Regions from separate parts of the Mus musculus genome. Here all the other regions are linked to region 3. The links are chromatin contacts, called in public HiChIP or PLAC-seq maps. All regions are on one chromosome and are shown on one strand. The core of a region is the stretch at or near the end of the contact, and the rest is flanking DNA. Distances in the headings are between cores, read along the strand shown. Region 1 holds the start of Got1 (glutamic-oxaloacetic transaminase 1, soluble). Region 2 overlaps Dnmbp (dynamin binding protein). Region 3 overlaps Entpd7 (ectonucleoside triphosphate diphosphohydrolase 7).

Region 1 (3,303 bases), core at 26-2,525, 210 kb before region 3:
CCTCTCTAAGAACCTAGATGAAAGAGAGCGAGCGAGCGAGCGAGCGAGAGAGAGAGAGACAGAGACAGAGAGACAGAGACACTAGGGCTATATTTGCACATCCTCTCTAAGAACCTAGATGAAAGAGAGCCAGCGAGCGAGAGAGAGACAGAGACAGAGAGACAGAGACACTAGGGCTATATTTGCACATCCTCTCTAAGAACCTAGATTCTGAATCCCCTTAACGTCACCCTCTGCTTCAAAACAACTCCATTTCTTCTTTCTAACCTTCTAGCGCTTTCAGTTCCGGTTGGTTCCCTGCTGAGAGCATCAGTCTGCTCACTCTTCTCTCCTCGGCTGGCCTCTGCACGTGGCCAAATGCACACCAAGCTCTGTAGAGCTTCAAACATCCAAACAGTGATGACGAAGTCGCCGGAGGCTCGAGTTAAAGGGCTTTAGAAACTACAACACAAACGACCTTGGCAGAAGGCTAACTTGGTTCAAGGCAAATGATCAAGAAATGAAGACCCAGATGTGTGTGGCCTGAGATGCATGGGCTTCGCCTCATCTGCTCCACTCTGAGAATAAACCAAACCTACATCTTCCCCATGTGGGTTAACAGGCTTCCTAAGTGGCGTCTGCTACTCGCTCAACCCGGACTACAGCTCCATTAGGCTAACAGCTCTTTCATTCCCAGTTCCAGTTGACCACGAGACGCTAAAGCTACCATACTTCTCTCTCCTTACCATCCCCATCGTTGCTTTAGAACAAGTACTATAAAGAACACTGGGTGGAGAAACAAAAACAACATTTGTGTCCCAGATGTTACACCTGTTCTGCGTGACCTTGAACACCCCCTCTTTCCAAGGACTCTGTATCGCCATCTGCAAAATGGGTAGGTTGGTGATGTCCTCGTGGTCCCAACCTTCTCTCCTCGGGCTCCTCTCAGGGAGACACAAACTAAATCTCAGCTCCTCCTACGCCCACCTCCCCCCAGGCTGCTCGCATTCCAAGGCACTGCATCCTTACCTCCCACGCCGAGGTTAACCTTGCGGGGATCTGGATCATCCCGGAAGTCCGCAGTGAGCTTAAAGACCAGAACCGGAGGAGCTTGCGGAACCTGGGCAAAGACTGATGGAGGCGCCATCGCGACAGAATGTGCCGAGACCTCGAGAACGAGCCGGGAGCAGCTCTGTGCGGTGCGGGGTCCGGTGACTGGAGGAGACTCTCACCTTCGCCGGCGGGCGGGGCAGCCCGCGGCTTCCAATGGTCGAGCCGCGTCCGGAGCTTGGCAACGCGCTTAACCAATCACAACCTTCCGACTAAGAAGGGTTAGGCGGGGCAAGCCTCTACTAGCCAATTCGAGAAGAGGATCTTATCGGAGGCTTGTATGATGCAACCAATGCAATGTACACCGGAGGAGGTGTGGGCAGAGGCTAGGATGATTGGCGTAGCGTGTTCCAATCGCTGAGGCTTTTATTCCTTGGGGTGATGAGGATGGTGCGGGTGGCGGGAGTCCCCAGAGGACAACCTCCTGACCTTCTGGGGCCTGGAGACCTGGGGCGGTGGCCCGCCCGTGGGGAAAGCAGAGAACAGGTCTTTCTGTACCCGCTGAGCAGGTGACTGTCGCCGCCAGGCTCCGGCGGTGCGCACGTTCCTGCGTTGGCCAGGCCCGGCTGACAGCCAAGTGTCTGGCACAGGACTCTAGTGGTCCGCTTGGACACACTGTACCCAATCGTGGGTGACCTTGACTGTCTCCACTCAGTGCTTCCCCAGAAAGAAACCTGGATGTGTTGTCTTCCTTGATCGCTGGCAGGGGAGACCCTGCAGAAAGTAAGGGATGAGCACATACTAGCTTGAGAATTTTAACACCAACCCCCAGCCCCGGTAGATAACCGGGGCCGGGAAAGCCTAGCCCTAAAGGACCTTGAAGGATCTAGCGAAGCCTCTCTCTGCAGCATTCCTCCCACGCGTGCTGTCATCATCGATTGGCACACACCCAAACTGCTGCTTCTTTCTGTCAGGTCAGGCTGCTCCTTCCCCTGAGAGTCTATTTCTGTCCAGATCCTTTCTCCACCTGTTGACCTTGAAGATTTCACATCTGTCAGCCATCCATAAAACCTCTTAACACGCTGTTTGGTTAGACATCTCTCTTTCCTGTACTTGGGCGTTTTGTTGTCGACGTTACAAGTTTAGAAAGCCTCCTGATGAGTAGGAACCTAACTCTGGAGCCAGGCAAGTTAGGTTTAGATGCCGGCTGACTCTGACCTACTTGGGCAGGCCTGTTCCTGCTCTGTAAGATGGAGATAATAGTGTTTTCCTCCAGGTTGTTGTGGGGATTAGGTGAGTTAAGACACATAAAGTGTTTAGTTGCATACAGTAAGTGCTCTCTAAATACTAGCTTTGTTATGGCGCAGGGTCCACACCCCCTCCTAGATGGCATGATGCTTTGCCTGGGATCTGGCAAACCTCCCTCCGTTTCTTCCACTACATATTCACCCAATGCTGGAAGGCGCCAATTCCTTGGTATTTTGCGAGAAAACAGCATCATGGCTTCCTTTGGGTAACATGATAAATCTTCACGAGTTTTCGGTTCAGAGGATAAACAAAAGCCATCGAACTTTGAGCACTACTTGCTAAGCTTTTCTGTCTTTTTCTTTCCAGAAACATCGCCTTGTTTTTGTTTTGTTTTGTTTTTTTAAGGAAACTGCCCAAAGCATTTCATTAATGTTTTCCCCTAAGAGTCACAAGCTAATACGGAAGGTCCATCGGCTGTGCACTTTGAGTACGTCCAAAAATCACAGCCGAAGGGCAACTGGGGAGGGGTGTTCTGCAACCTAGCCTTCCTAGAATTTAATTTAGAAGTGTCGTCTTCACAACGTTAGGCAACAATGTCATGGTCACTCCCTGCGTCATTCCCAGGGAGAAAAGCAACCCTAGGTTACCTAAACACTGTTGGTTTGGCTAAGAACAAATAAATATTTCTCTGTGTGTGTGTGCATGTGCTCGCCTGTGTTCCTGTTCAGTTAGAGTTACGTACACAGCAGCACATATGTGCAGGGGTAAATATGTACATGTCTGCAACTGGGTGTAGGGACCAGAGGTGAATGTCAGGTGTCTTCCACAGTTGTTTTCCACCTTATTATTTAAAACAGGGTCTCTCACTGAACCTGGACCTCACAAATTCTACTAGACCCTCAGGTCGATGAGCACAGGAGATACAAGCATAATGGTCACTATTGGCTCGCACATGTGTGCTGGGTTCCAAACTCAGATTCTCAGGCTTGTACAGCCAGCACTCTTACCAGCCAAATCGCCACCCCA
Region 2 (2,899 bases), core at 136-2,635, 160 kb after region 3:
TCGAGTTTGACTTTCACTATCCTTCAATGTAAGCAAGCAGTTATTATTATTTTTACCACACATAAAGCAATAATCCAGTTGGATATGGTGAGGAATGGCTCTAATTCCAGCACTTGGCAGGCAGATTGGAGTTCAAAGTCATCCTGGCTAAACAGCAAGTTCAAAGCCAGTGTGAGCTCCATGAGACTCTGGGTGCTGGAATAACTTGGCTATGATCGCATACACTGCTACATGAAGCCAGGTCTGCTTGACATCATGCACCGGATAAAACCAGTCACACCTAACATGGACATTTTACCACATTACCATTCTCCCATGGTGCAGTTCAGCAACGAATGCTCTCCTGCCTACACTGCCACACCCTCATCTCCAGTCTTGACTTACATGACCTCCCCACACAAGGCAGCTGCTCCCCCTGACCCCCCAGTACACCGCCATCCAGATCCCCACAGGAGCACACAGGACTGCTGTGCTAACCGAGTCAGCAATCTCTAAAGTTGAGACAGCGATTTGCTCACCAAACCGGTAACACTATTTACCAGGACAACTTTATGCAAAACAACGGCAACATCTATAGAGAACTCACCAGACAACGAAGCTGTTTTTATTTTTATTTTTGAGGCAGGGTCTCGCTATGTAGACCAGGCTAGTCTGAAATCTTTCCGCCTCTGTCTCTTGAGTCCTGGGATTAAAGGAATTTGCCACTACATCTGGCTATTTGCCTGCCTGCCAGCCTGCCTCTCCTCTCCTCTCCTCTCCTCTCCTCTCCTCTCCTCTCCTCTCCTCTCCTCTCCTCTCCTCTCCTCTCCTCTCTTCTCTTCTCTTCTCTTCTCTTCTCTTCTCTTTTCTCTCTCTCTCTCTCTCTCTCTCTCTCTCTCTCTCTCTCTGATTTACTTTATTTTTAAGATCCTGTATACCCGTGTGTCTCTGTTGAGCATGTGTCCTTGAGTGTAGACACCCATGCTCTCCAGCCATCATGTAGCTGCTAAAAACAGACCTTGGATCCCCTTCCAGAGCAACCCGTGTTAACTGCTAAGACATCTCCACGGCCCCAGCGGTTACTTTCTTATGTGTGAAATGAGGACATTGATGGTCTCTCTGCTTCTAAGTCTAAAATCCAATGATCTTGCTTATTTCTAATCCAACTAAAAACAAAGGTTAATTTCCTTTTCAGAAAGACACACACCTTTTATCCCAGCACTGGGGAGTTTGTGGCAGCCTGGTCTACACAGCAAGTTTTAGGCCAGCCAGGGATACATAGGGAGACTCAGAGTTAAGAACAAAGCAAAACAATAAAAAGATTAATCACTCTAGTTGGGCACTGTGCTATCCCGCTGTACTAACTGCAGCAGGTGATGCTGGGAGGAGGGTGGATCCTGAAACTTGAGACCTGCTAGAGCTACGTGTGAGATACTATTTAAAAATGGGGAGAGGCGGGGGCTAGCTCAGCAGGGAAAGGCGGCTGCCAACCAATCTGTTAACTGAATTCAACCCGGCAAGGCTGAAGTCGAGAACTGACTCGGGAAAGTTGTCCCCTGACCTCCACCCACATGCCAGGGCACACATACATGAACATAATTTTTAAATTTCAGAAGAGGGGGTGGGAGGCTGGTAAGCTAGCTTAGGTGCTTGCTGCCAAGCCCGATAACCTGGGCTCAGTCTCCCAAACCCACAAAGGTAGAAAGAGAAAACAACGTCGGCAATTTGTCCTTGACCTCTGGCCTCTACACACACACACACACACACACACACACACACACAGAGAGAGAGAGAGAGAGAGAGAGAGGAGAGAGAGAGAGAGAGAGAGAGAGAGAGAGAGAGAGAGAGAGAGAGAGAGAGAGAGAGACAGCACCAGCAGTGTGGTTCCGACTTATTCAACACAGCTGCCTGTAGTAGGTTGGGCTGGACAGGGCACCCTCAGGGAGTCCATAATCTCTGAAGTACCTGGGTCTTACTGAAATTTCCCACCCTTTGCCTGACCCTGAACATGAGGAAATAAAGTGTGTGCAAAGTCACCCTACAAACTGCGAAGAACTGTGACTCACCGATCAATCATAATCAAATAAACAATCCTAAGTTCCATGAACCCATCAGCCCTGGAAGGAAGAACTCGCTACTCTTCTGAACGGACAGACTGTTCATAGGCTCAGACTATGTTTGCTGCTTTGTACCAGGATAAAACCCGGTTGACTTAGCCGAGGTCATTTGTTCTGAGCCAACACCCTGGGGCAGATGCCACGTGGGTGAAGGGTACTTACTCTCTTCCTGTGCACCGACGAGAAAAAGGGAAAGATTATTACTGTCTTAAATTCTTTTACTCCTTGGTGGGGATGATACCAGGATTGAATGAAGGGCCTTGAAGCACCTAAGGAAACATTCTTCCCCTGGGGGACACCCTGGCTCTACACAAACGTTCATCATCTTAAACCAAAAAAAAGGGGGGGGGGCTGGAGAGATGGCTCAGTGGTTAAAAGCACCGATTGCTCTTCCGAAGGTCCTGAGTTCAAATCCCAGCAACCACATGATGGCTCGCAACCATCCGTAATGAGATCTGACGCCCTCTTCTGGTGTATCTAAAAGACAGCTACAGTGTACTTAGATATAATAATAAATAAATCTTTTTTTTTTAAAAGCAAAAATATTTTTTAAAAAGTACAAATTAGTTTGACTTATTTATTTATTTATTCATTATTTATTTATTTATTTATTTATTTATTTATTTTTGAGACAGAGTCTCACTCTGTAGCCCTAGCTGGCCTGGAATTCAGAGATCTCACTGGTTCTGCCCCCCAAGTATTGAGATTATCCGTGTGTGTCAGCAAAACTGGCCCAGGTTTGGATATTTATTCTATTCTACTACTTGGAGAAAGAAATATTATACCAGAGACATTTCAAGCAG
Region 3 (2,931 bases), core at 406-2,905:
AAGTTTTCGCTGCATCTGTTTTAGTATTTAAAATACTTTTGGTTTTATGTTTAAGCCATTAGCTTAACTTTGCACAATTTTTTTCTTACCCACAACATTCCAATAATTACAATCTGAATGAAGGTACAAATGCATAATAGAGATATCTACCTCATTATGGAATAGGTGGCGATTCTTGGGAAGTTTCTAGACTGGGATTTGTATGTGACTTCATTTTAGCTGGACTAGGAATTAAGTAGGAACAGCATTGGCTGTTTCAGAGTCTCTTAAATCGGTCTCTTAGTTTATGTTTTACCCTCCGTCTTTGCTGTGGGGAAGGTAGACTTCTGCCAAACTCGTGAAGATTTTGCTGGCATTATAAAAATTAGTATGTTCAAAAATGAGGACTAAGAACCAAGTTTTGGCACCTTTGACTAACAATACAGAATAACAAATATTTTTGTAAACCATGATTGCAAAACAATGATTGAAATCAAATACTTTTAGGTAATGGTCTGTATGGTGGGTGGCTCTGTCCTTGACCTTCACCCTCCTCCTAACTTGGATGTGATCGAACTGGAAAAGCTGTTGTACCCTGCGTGGGTTCCTGTCCATTCCAGGCTTTCTGTTTTGGTGGGAGGCTTGTTAAGGTTCTATTTTAAGCCAGCTTTGTCTTGTTTTATATCCCCATCGGCTGTCTTTGAAGGGTTTCATATTTCCCCTTGGCCTAGTAGTTCATTATTTTTGTTTGTTAATACTATCATTAGAAGGACAGAGGAGAACCACACACCAGCAGACCATTTTCATTTCTGGAAATCGGAGCAATAAAAAGACTTTTTTTATATTGTAAAATGGAATTATTGCTCATGCTATAAGGGCTTCCAGTTTTTCAAATATGAACCAGGCCATTGCTTCCATGGCATGAAAACTTGAGTTGAAAATGTTCTGAGTCATAGGCTGTTTAACCATGCCTGCATGTCAGACAAGCTTGAAGATGTGTCTATTCCTGAGCCTCTCCTTAAAGCAGGACAATTACTACCAGACCCCTGACTCCCACCCCCACCCCCAGGCTGCTAGTCCGTTTACTGTAACCAAACACTTGAGATCGTTTATACAGAGAACGGGTTGTTCTGGCTCACAGCTGTAGATGGTCAACTCAGTAGTCAAGTGTCCCTCTGCTCTGAGCCCGCAGTGAAGTGTACGTTGCAGCAGGCATGTGACGCAGAGTGGATGCTTAGCTCATGACCAGGATGCAAGAAAGGATGGAGTTGGGAGTCTCACTCATCCTCCAATGATGTGAAGACCTTCTAGGAAGCTTGGCCACGAGGGTCCCACCATTCCCAACGATGCCACCATGAGGACCAAGCCTTTAACAGATGGCCCTTGGAGGACATTCTCAATCTGAGCTACCGCACAGTTTGAAGGGGGTCCTGGTGAGTCCAGCCTGATTTCGGCTCTGCCCCTTTACTCAAGCCCGCCTCTGCCAGCAGGGATCCCGGGCCCTCCAACCGGTCAGGTTTCTGTTCAAGTTCTCCTTCCACGCTGTCCCACACTGTCCGTTTAGTTGAAGCTGGAGTATACACTACATCTCCTCCAGGATTTCTACCTTTAGCACGGTCTCTGCAGTGGCTACGGCTCCTTCCACTGTGACCCATGACCTTAAGGACAAAGGCTTTGGGACCGCCCTGCTTCCGGTGGCTGAGGCGGCTCTTTTTACATGCTTTACGTTAAGAATTTTGTCAGCCAGGCGGTGGAAAAACGAATTTTTGTGGAATTCTTAAATTTCATGGAATAGTTCTTAATATTCTGATAGATGTGGAGCTCTAGAAAATGTGCAGCGTCTTATGTGGCTCTGTGTGGCATATGCCCACATAGAACCCCCCATTCACCCCAAGACCAGGAGGGCTGCAGGTAAACTGCTATTCTAAACTCCTGATTATCAGAGCTGGTCTTTGCAACCAACTTCACTTCAGGCAGTCTCACTGACCCTGCCGCAGGAAACCAGATCTCAGTGCAGGTTAAAGACGCAAACCTGAGCCAGTGAGACAGCTCAGCGGTACAAAGCAATCGCCACACAAAGACAGAAGGAGAGAACCAACTCGCAGGAGTTGTCCCCTTTTCTCTGCATGCACGTGCATGTACAATGCATATCCCCTGTCATGTACATGCACACACAATAATAAGTAAATTCTTAGAAAAATTAAATGATGTCATAAGAGTTAATGGCCTAATCAATCCCAAACAAAAATCCTGGGTTAGCTGACTGAAAATACATGTTTTAATTACCTTTATTTATAAATTAAAAACAATTGACAGAATTGTGGACAGACTGTTGAAAACATTAAAAGAAATTATTTAATCCTTTAAGTGTGCAATGGATTTTTCTGAAATAGACATTTGGGGCATAAATCAATAATTGTATTAGGGTGTATTTAGGGTGTGTGTGTGTGTGTGTGTGTGTGTGTATGTATGTGTATATATATATATATATATATATATATACCATAAAGCAGTTAAACAGCTAAATATTGGATCTGTTCCGAACATGCTTAACTGTAGTACAAACAAACAAACAAACAAAAACCTGCAGCAAAATATCTGAGACTTGAGCTGACTCCAGTTGCCATGTGCTTGGGGTGACTATAAACCGGTTCCGAGTGGTCTCTGGCTGGACCCTCCAGCCCTGTGCTGATTGCTTCTAACTGAAGAGTGCGGATTTGGAGTTGGGAAGCAGAGGGTGTGCAAGCTGCCCTGGTCCCCTTCTTGGAAGGCTCCTGTCTAGCGGAGTTTCTACCCTGCTGACACAGGCCCAACAGGTTAAATGAGGCACGGTAGGTGCGGTAGCGATTCGGAGGGAATGGGAACAAGCTGGCAGAACTTCAACCCAGCCCAGTCCTGTTCAGAGGCCTTGTGATCGCTTAGGTCTAGGATGAGTCTTGTTCTGAGGTTGAG

What was found. HiChIP or PLAC-seq counts read pairs in DNA pulled down with a chosen protein or histone mark.
Region 1: a contact with region 3 is called in an H3K4me3 HiChIP or PLAC-seq map of embryonic stem cells, with 3 times the contacts expected there. The contact joins the promoter of Got1 here to the enhancer-like site in region 3. A contact is called at or near these places in 5 of 39 promoter capture datasets (the C10 cell line, embryonic stem cells, frontonasal cranial neural crest and 2 more), 1 of 484 Hi-C or Micro-C datasets (stem cell-derived primordial germ cell-like cells), 4 of 115 datasets of contacts at active chromatin or transcription factors (bone marrow-derived macrophages, craniofacial prominence and embryonic stem cells) and 4 of 9 other capture datasets (adipose tissue, embryonic stem cells, liver and 1 more).
Region 2: an H3K27ac HiChIP or PLAC-seq map of embryonic stem cells shows a contact between it and region 3, with 7 read pairs. The contact joins two enhancer-like sites. A contact is called at or near these places in 2 of 115 datasets of contacts at active chromatin or transcription factors (embryonic stem cells and extraembryonic endoderm stem cells) and 2 of 9 other capture datasets (adipose tissue and pancreatic islet).

What each region holds. Positions count from the first base shown.
Region 1 is chr19:43,523,330-43,526,632 of GRCm38.p6, forward strand. Got1 (glutamic-oxaloacetic transaminase 1, soluble) reads right to left here and starts at 1,276. Exons shown (of 9, transcript NM_010324.2): 1 at 1,009-1,276. The coding sequence starts at 1,126.
Region 2 is chr19:43,892,881-43,895,779 of GRCm38.p6, forward strand. The region is part of intron 4 of Dnmbp (dynamin binding protein); the gene reads right to left. Among named protein-coding and RNA genes, the nearest start is that of Gm50217, 27 kb to the right of the region's middle. Within about 2 kb of position 1,386, at least 63 of the 459 cell types and tissues checked have an H3K27ac peak or open chromatin away from gene starts, as enhancers often do. A contact at or near this core is called in embryonic stem cells, where this site is marked.
Region 3 is chr19:43,732,871-43,735,801 of GRCm38.p6, forward strand. Entpd7 (ectonucleoside triphosphate diphosphohydrolase 7) reads left to right here. Exons shown (of 13, transcript NM_053103.5): 13 at 1-983. Cox15 (cytochrome c oxidase assembly protein 15) reads right to left here. Exons shown (of 9, transcript NM_144874.4): 9 at 384-2,931. Among named protein-coding and RNA genes, the nearest start is that of Cox15, 19 kb to the right of the region's middle. Within about 2 kb of position 1,656, at least 4 of the 459 cell types and tissues checked have an H3K27ac peak or open chromatin away from gene starts, as enhancers often do. A contact at or near this core is called in embryonic stem cells, where this site is marked.